2 separate regions of the Mus musculus genome follow, and region 1 is linked to region 2. The links are chromatin contacts, called in public Hi-C maps. All regions are on one chromosome and are shown on one strand. The core of a region is the stretch at or near the end of the contact, and the rest is flanking DNA. Distances in the headings are between cores, read along the strand shown. Region 1 overlaps Wwox (WW domain-containing oxidoreductase). Region 2 overlaps Wwox (WW domain-containing oxidoreductase).

Region 1 (3,617 bases), core at 1,087-3,586, 140 kb after region 2:
CCAGGTCTCTGAATTCCCCTTTGGAGAGTGCCTGTTTCGTTGTGTAGATGAAGGGCAGGTGACAGCCTGGTTCCTTCTGTGTTCTCTGGTTTGACGGGAAGTTCGGCTTTTGCTAACAGTTCATTTTAAAGATCTTAGCACATCTAGTCACATTTAAAATTACCTGTCCAGTCCAGCTCCAACTAGCTGTTCAATCATTATTGATACTAAGTATGTTACTTAACCAATTGGATCTGTCAAAGGCATCCCATCTCTGTATCATCAGCATGAACAGGAGGGCGATGAGCCCAAGGCTCCGTGTAAAAAGCACAGATAAACCAAGGATGCTATGCCTATGTCTGAAGACCTTCCTGTAGGTATACTTTGTAGGACAGAGCAAGTGGCAGGTGGCCCTGTCTTTGAAGGAAAGGGTTCATTTATAACAATGATGGTCAAAATTTCAGAGAGAAGAATGGAGAGGGGATGATTTGGGTGTCACAAGCAATGGCTGTCACAAGATAAGGGAACTGTCTCATGTTAGCAGCGCCCTCTGGTAAAGCTCACTAAGGACCTTGCCCAAGATGGTAAATAACCATCTTGCCTCCCTCCTGGGAGATGCTAAAGCTGAACTCAAAGGAAGTCTCAAGGCAGGCAACAGGAGCTATGTTAGGGCAGTGCCTTTCAAATCTTGAAACATGGTAACATATTTGAGGATGAAGTAACAGCATGCCTACATTTTTTGTGTGTGTGATATAAGAACATTTATAATTTTTGTACATGTATCCTATATTTAAAAGGGCATGTCATAACCTGAGTGTGTGAGTGTGTGTGTATGTGGTGTATATTCACGTGTGCTTGCAACCCAATGTCACCAAAGCTTTCCAGACCTCAAGACACAGCATTAGAGGGGGCCTGTCCCAGGGTTCTCTGTACCCAGCAGGCTGTCTCCTCAGAGCAAGTCTGGTCTCTGGGAATGAGGAGACTACTTAAAAGGAACCTAGTGTCCTCAACCAGGAGGACATCTTGTGAGGGAGGAGAACCATCAGGTGTAGCTCACAGTTGAGTGTGTAGTTTCCTGTTAAAACCAGGAAAGAGCAGTATAGGAGAAGGGGACACCTATTGGGGTGATTTACATGGGACGTGGCCAGGGACTTGCTATGGGTCCTCAGTGGACCATTACCTTCTTTCAAGTCTCTAGGGACAGCATTAGAAAAGGCCCACTCTGAAGGGCATGGACACACATGGTCCCTACATAACAGCAGTCTGCTTTCATTTGCAACCGTGAAAAATGATTTTCTCGTTCTTCTTTGAGACAAGGTGTCTTTTGCCGGCCTGGAATCTGCTGGGCCAGCAAGCCTGGCCAGCAAGTTTCAGGGACCTGTCTATCTCTGCCTCCCCAGCACTGGGGTCCTAAGTGCTTGGCTTAACATCCATTCTGGAGGATCAAACCCTGGTCCTCTTGCTTATATGGCAAACACTACCAACCAATCCATCCACCCGGCCCCTGGAGAAAGCACTCCCTGAAGCCCACTCATAAAAAAAAAAAGCTCACCCTCCCCATCAGCAAGGCCAGCATTTTCAAATTTGGTGTAGTCTTTCTTCAAATGCTTGTCTTCCAATGTCAGTCAGATACGGCCTATGATCTTGTGTGTCTCCTTTGCATCCTGGGGCTCAGTGGGGTGGGGGCGGGGCCGGGCCCACTTTTCATCTCTGTTTAGTACCTGGGCCCTATCTCCCAGTGTCCTGGCTGCCAGGCATTGTGCGCTCTGCTGGATGTTGACACAGATCCTCATCTCCCTGATTCCCAGCGCCTATCAAGCTACTGTAACTTTAAAAAAGGATTTGACAAAGACTGCCTCCAGTAGCTGAGCTGAAATAAGAATGTCTCCGGAGTTTAATGGATCAAGTAGCAGTGATAGGTTTTATGGCCCTTTTTTACTTTAGGGTATAGGGAAGAGAGAAGCAGGCAGGTTGGTTTTAAATTCAAGGATTTATGTTGTTAATCCTCCGGGCTAATTATAATTTATGGGATCTGGCAAATTAATATGCGGTTGCTATTCAAAAAGTAGAGGGCAATGTGAGGCAGGCATAAACAAGCCTTGTTCATTTTTAATTTATTTCCACCAATGGAGAATATTAAATAAAATGAACACTAGGGTATTTTCCTCCAAGTTTGGTGTTCATTATTTATCTCTAAATTATGAAATTCATGTAACAACTCTTTGCTTTCCTTTTTTTCCCCCCCACTCGAAGAACCCAGAATTCTTGAAGTGCAGAACGGGCTATCTGGGAAGCCATCGGTAGCTCTCTCTCTACTGCATTTATGGCAGACTCAGTGATCGGCACAGAGTGAAGCCAGCCTTCCTAGCGCGCACGCGCGGTGCTAAGGGCTAGGATTTATCACGGAGGGTACTGGGATTGTTTGGAAGTGGAACTTTTGCGTGGTACACTAGCTTAAAATCCCAGCTTCCTGGGAAACGAAAGTGCCAACGCTGCAAAGGAAAGGGTCTCCCCCGATACTTTTTTTTTTTTTTTTTGTCTTCAGGGATTTGGGAGCAATCCCAGTTTATCACTAGCCTGGCAGATGTTGAGCTAGGGCTGACCCCACAGTCGGACTTTCAAGACTTTAATGGAGCAATCACGTCATACCCATGACCTCCTCTCCCATTTCAGCGTCGTTCCCTATGGCTGCTTGGGGGGTCCTTTTAAATAATTCAGCTTCTCACCCGTGAACATCTGGCAGAGAATGAATGTTCGCCCGGTTGTCAGCTGTGAGGCAGGTAGATCTGACTCATTGGGTAATTGGTTGCACTAGTAGAAACGAGGGTGCCTGTCCCTCCCTGCATTCTGTTCTCCCCTCCCCGCCAACCCCCACTCTCTTCCTCCTTCCAGCTGCCAGAGGCCATCAAATGCAGCCTGGAGAATCCTTCAGCTCTGGGTCCAAGGAGCAGGTTGGAGTTCTACCCCCCACCCCCCGCCCCCAGCTGTGTAGCTCAGATAACAGCTGGAGCAGAGAACAAGCCATTCTCTCTGCTAGAATATCTGACCCAGTTCTAACTGGGAAAGAGACTGAATACTTTGCCCCTCAAGTCATTCTTGTTCTGGTGTGAAGGGAGATTTAGTCCCCACCAGCCCCTCCGCACCACATTCCAAGGTCCTCTTTTCCGTGCCTTTCAGCAATGCTGGGAACTTCATCTTTTGTACACTAGTCAGCAGGACAGTGAGGGTCCGTCCCAGTGCGATGGCCGCAGAGAAGTGTTTGCTTGTGGAAGGAAGCTGGAGCAGAAATAGCTGTTGGTCCCAGAGTCTTTGGATCATGTTTGATATCTCTGCTCAGCTCTCCATCAGCTGAGTGCCGGACATATGACCTACAACCTCTGGGCTGTCTTATCAGCACAATAAGAATCGAGTCCTTGGTTTGAGGGTGCTTTTTATGAGAAAGAAGACATAGGGAAACACTGCATACTTCCCAACTTGCTATTCATGGTCAGAAAATGGAAGTGGTGAATCGGGCCTGGTAGCACACATGTGTCATGCCTGATTCATTACTAGCTCACGGACTGAGTGACTTAAAGGCCAGCATAAGACATTCAAAGGTGCCACGTCTCAATATAAACCTATACAATGGCTGGGGGCAT
Region 2 (3,732 bases), core at 686-3,185:
ATTCACTGAGCTGCTGAGAGCTTAAGTACCAGACACAGGCACTGTGTGAGGAAGTAAGGACCCTCAAAGTCTTCATCCTGTGTCCTGTCCTTGACAGCTGTCTGGGTGGACCTGAACCACCTGATACTCCAAGTCTGAGTGTTCAGGTTGGCCAATACCAGGACTCTGAAATATTGCAAATATTGAAAGTCATTGTTGGGCCTCACCTTCCATTCATTCATAGGGAGCACCCACGACGACTGGGGAAAACAAAACAACAACCCCTCTGATTTCTTCATGATACAGCCCCTTTGAGGATGACCTTTAATTCTCCAAATTTCATTCCATCCCAGTTCGAATTAATGGCAACCTGTCTTACTTCCTATTTGCCTATTAAGGTGACCTATTTAACACTGAGGTGTAGTTATTGATTTTGAGATCTGTACACACTTTTGCTTAAAGTTCCTTGTCTTTTTAGAAAGGTCCAAGGCCATCCAATTCAACTCTGTGTGTGTGTGCGTGTATGTGTGTGTGTGTGTGTGCATGCGTGTGTGTATGTATGTATATATATACATATATATATATATATATATATGTATATATATATATATATATATTCCCAGTTATGAATATGAGTGTGTACCACAGCTTGAAGCTTTTAAAAATAACATTTTCCATCCCACTATACAAAAATATTTTTGAGGTGGTCGTCATTTTATTTGGGCCATGGTCTTTGGAGACTTGGGACAATAATATACTCCTTTCTATCTTATGCAAATATATGCAGATCTTAAAGCATTCATGCATGTATTACACACTTTATAAATCCGAGTAATAGAAATGGTTGTGTCTATAAATAGGTAGAATAAGGAGTATACATTCTGTATAAAATAACCTCTGTGGTATTTGTTTACCCTGATTTTTTTTTTTTTTGATTTATGAGTCGTCACTGCTCACTATAGAAGAAAGAAAATAAATATGCAAAAACACTGCTGGACTTTTAATGGGGTGCCTTCCTGTCTTAGCTCAGTGTTTCTCTACGGAAGCTGACCTTGAAGCTGCTTTTCAAACACAAGTCAAAATATGCAAATTCCAGAATATCTGGATGAGAATCCTGTGTTGAGAGTTTTTCAAATTCACATTTTTTTGCATCATTTTTATCTCATAGGCTGTCTTTCACCTGCTCGAAATCCATCTCCACCTGACTGGGAGGAATGTGGGGGTTCTTCCAGTGTGCCAATCCTCTCAGTGAGATTTTTTTTCCTTTGCTAAATAACCCACGACTTCTAGAATCAACAGTATTCCCTAGTGCAGGGTACCCCCATTCAAACTCTTTTTTCTCAAGTCACGGTTTTCTAATTAGTATGTAAAATCATAGGGTTCAATGTGGCTTCTTCATTCATCCTTAATTTTGGATCACCCCCACCCCATGCACTCTCCCCCCTGCCTCAGTTCCCACGCTCATCCCCGTTCATGCCCGCATATCCCCTCCCTCCCTGTTTTCAGATCACAGACGTTCTTCCTCTGTCTTGCACTCAGAGCCTCTTCTCCCCACCCTACGTTCCCTTTCTTTCTTCTAAGTTTGTACACACATTCCAAGTTCAACAGAGGAAGCTAAAATGATTCGGTGGGGGCTGGGAGAACATGGTTGCTCATCATTCTGGCCCTGGACCACCTCGCTCAGTATAATGTACTCCACTTCCATCTGTTTTCCTGCAAATCCATAACTTTATTTTTCTTTGCCTCTGAGTAAAGTTCTGTTGTGTTAAAGTATCCCATAGCCAGTGTCCATCCATCAGGTGACGGCATCTAGGGTGATTCTTTAAAAAAAAAAAAGTACTTTTTAATGATCATAAAATATTTCTTGCCCGGTGGCCTTAAGTTCTTTCCTTTTCACTGTGCACGCCAGCTAGGGTCTGTGCGTCATTGTACTCTGCCTTTTGTCTCATCCCTCAGAGTCTTTGGTGAGGAGCGGCTCTCCTCTAGTAAGTCACATGGTACAGGCATTTGTAGTCTGTCTTCATGTTGGTACTGTCCATTTCACTGGATCCCAGAGAAACCACTTTCTGTCCCCTGCTCGTATTTCATCAGAGTCTCACGGAGTCTCCGTGACATGGGGGCATATATATCACCGTCGTCTTCTTATGACCAGGAAGACTCACAACCATGAATTTCACTGAAGTTTATGATTGGTCCCTGACTGCTTCTGCCATCACATTTGGCAGAGAATCCTCTTCTTGCAGTTACACGAACAAACAGATATCCTGAACCGTTGCACGAATGAATAGGAAATATACCGGTTCCCAAGGACAAATCTCTCATGTGCTAGAGAGCGACTCCGGGGCAAAATGTTTTGTTGTGCTGTTGCTGGAGGATTGGGGCCATGCTGTAATTAATGCTACCTGTAGCAAAAGGACCTCAAAGATGTTGGGAGTGTTGATTATGTCTTCATTTTGTTTGTTCAAGTTTCCCTGCTTTGGAAACTCTGTGACCATTGCCACATAAAGCTCTGGAGATAGAGCATTAACGGCTGTTCCATGTAAGGGCATTGTAACTTCTCCAAACACAGTCCCTCCTCCTCCTCCTCCTCCTCCTCCTCCTCCTCCTCCCTCCCTCCCTCCCTCCCTCCCTCCCTCTCTCTCTCTCTCTCTCTCTCTCTCTCTCTCTCTCTCTCTCTCTGTCACTCTCTCATCAACACCAGATGAAAACATTATTGGATTCAGGAGTTCACAGGAGTCCTGGGTGTAGCTGGGGACTGGTGGAATAGATTTATGAAATGGACCATTTCAAATGGCATTATCTTCCCACAGTGAGGTACACCTTTCATAAATCATGGGCGAGTGCTCAGAAACCCAGCATTTGTTATTCCTGCGGTAGCATGTCTTTGCAACTCCCCCCTCACCACCCCCACCCCCGGGCCTTGCAGAGGAGGAGACTGGCTGGGGTTTGCCTTCCCTAGGTTTGAAAAGGCAATTAATCCCGTTACAGTGAAATTGCCGAAGAAGGAAAAATGATAACCAAACAGAAGAGTACTCCATAGCAGCCAAGGAGAGGGTTTTTGTTTTTGCTTCTTGGTTTTCTTTTTGTTTATTTAGGCCTGAATTAATTATGGCACGAACTTAATTACTTATTTTTTTTTTTGGCGAGTTTTCACCATAATCTTTGTGTTGTATTAGGATGAAGTGGATAAGCAAGGAGGGGCTGAAAAACGAGCGGCCGGGTGCTGGCTGAGCTCGCCTTTCCTCTGTCACCAAGTGGCCCCTGGAGACCTGTCCTGGAATGTACCCGTGGTTGGTCACATTGTGCATGATTGCATCTGTAACATGGGGGCCTCCTTCCTTTCCAGTAGCCAGATCTGACTGACAGGGAGAGGCACATAGGATTCTTTCTCGTGTACCCAGGACGCCATAAGTGTAGCCAATGGTAGTTGGTCTCCATAGAGCACCCAGTTCCTCACATGCTACCCCACTTGTTCCCTGCACCGCCAGCCCAGGATGAAAAACTGCCCTTTGGTAGAAATGAATGAAGGGCCTCAATCCTGCCTGATTAAGATAACGTTCCCTTCTCTGTGCTCCTTTCATGTTCTGGAGAGCAGCTGGAAGCCAATGGTCACTTTCCCCAAGTCACGACAGCAATAAAGAAGAAAAATTGGTATCTTTTCTCCACCCCCTTCTCTTACCAATCTGTCTTTGAATTAAGAATGAATTAGTAATCCGCATACCAAAATATATCCCATTAGACACTTGAGGAAAA

What was found. Hi-C and Micro-C count contacts between places; a contact is called where the count stands out from the background.
Region 1: a Hi-C map of uterus shows a contact between it and region 2, with 2.9 times the contacts expected there. The contact joins two enhancer-like sites. A contact is called at or near these places in 5 of 484 Hi-C or Micro-C datasets (cerebral cortex, group 2 innate lymphoid cells, muscle stem cells and 1 more).

Annotation. Positions count from the first base shown.
Region 1 is chr8:115,247,530-115,251,146 of GRCm38.p6, forward strand. The region is part of intron 8 of Wwox (WW domain-containing oxidoreductase); the gene reads left to right. Among named protein-coding and RNA genes, the nearest start is that of Gm39257, 290 kb to the left of the region's middle. Within about 2 kb of position 2,337, at least 7 of the 459 cell types and tissues checked have an H3K27ac peak or open chromatin away from gene starts, as enhancers often do. A contact at or near this core is called in uterus, where this site is marked.
Region 2 is chr8:115,104,021-115,107,752 of GRCm38.p6, forward strand. All of the region lies in intron 8 of Wwox (WW domain-containing oxidoreductase), which reads left to right. Among named protein-coding and RNA genes, the nearest start is that of Gm39257, 140 kb to the left of the region's middle. Within about 2 kb of position 1,936, at least 2 of the 459 cell types and tissues checked have an H3K27ac peak or open chromatin away from gene starts, as enhancers often do. A contact at or near this core is called in uterus, where this site is marked.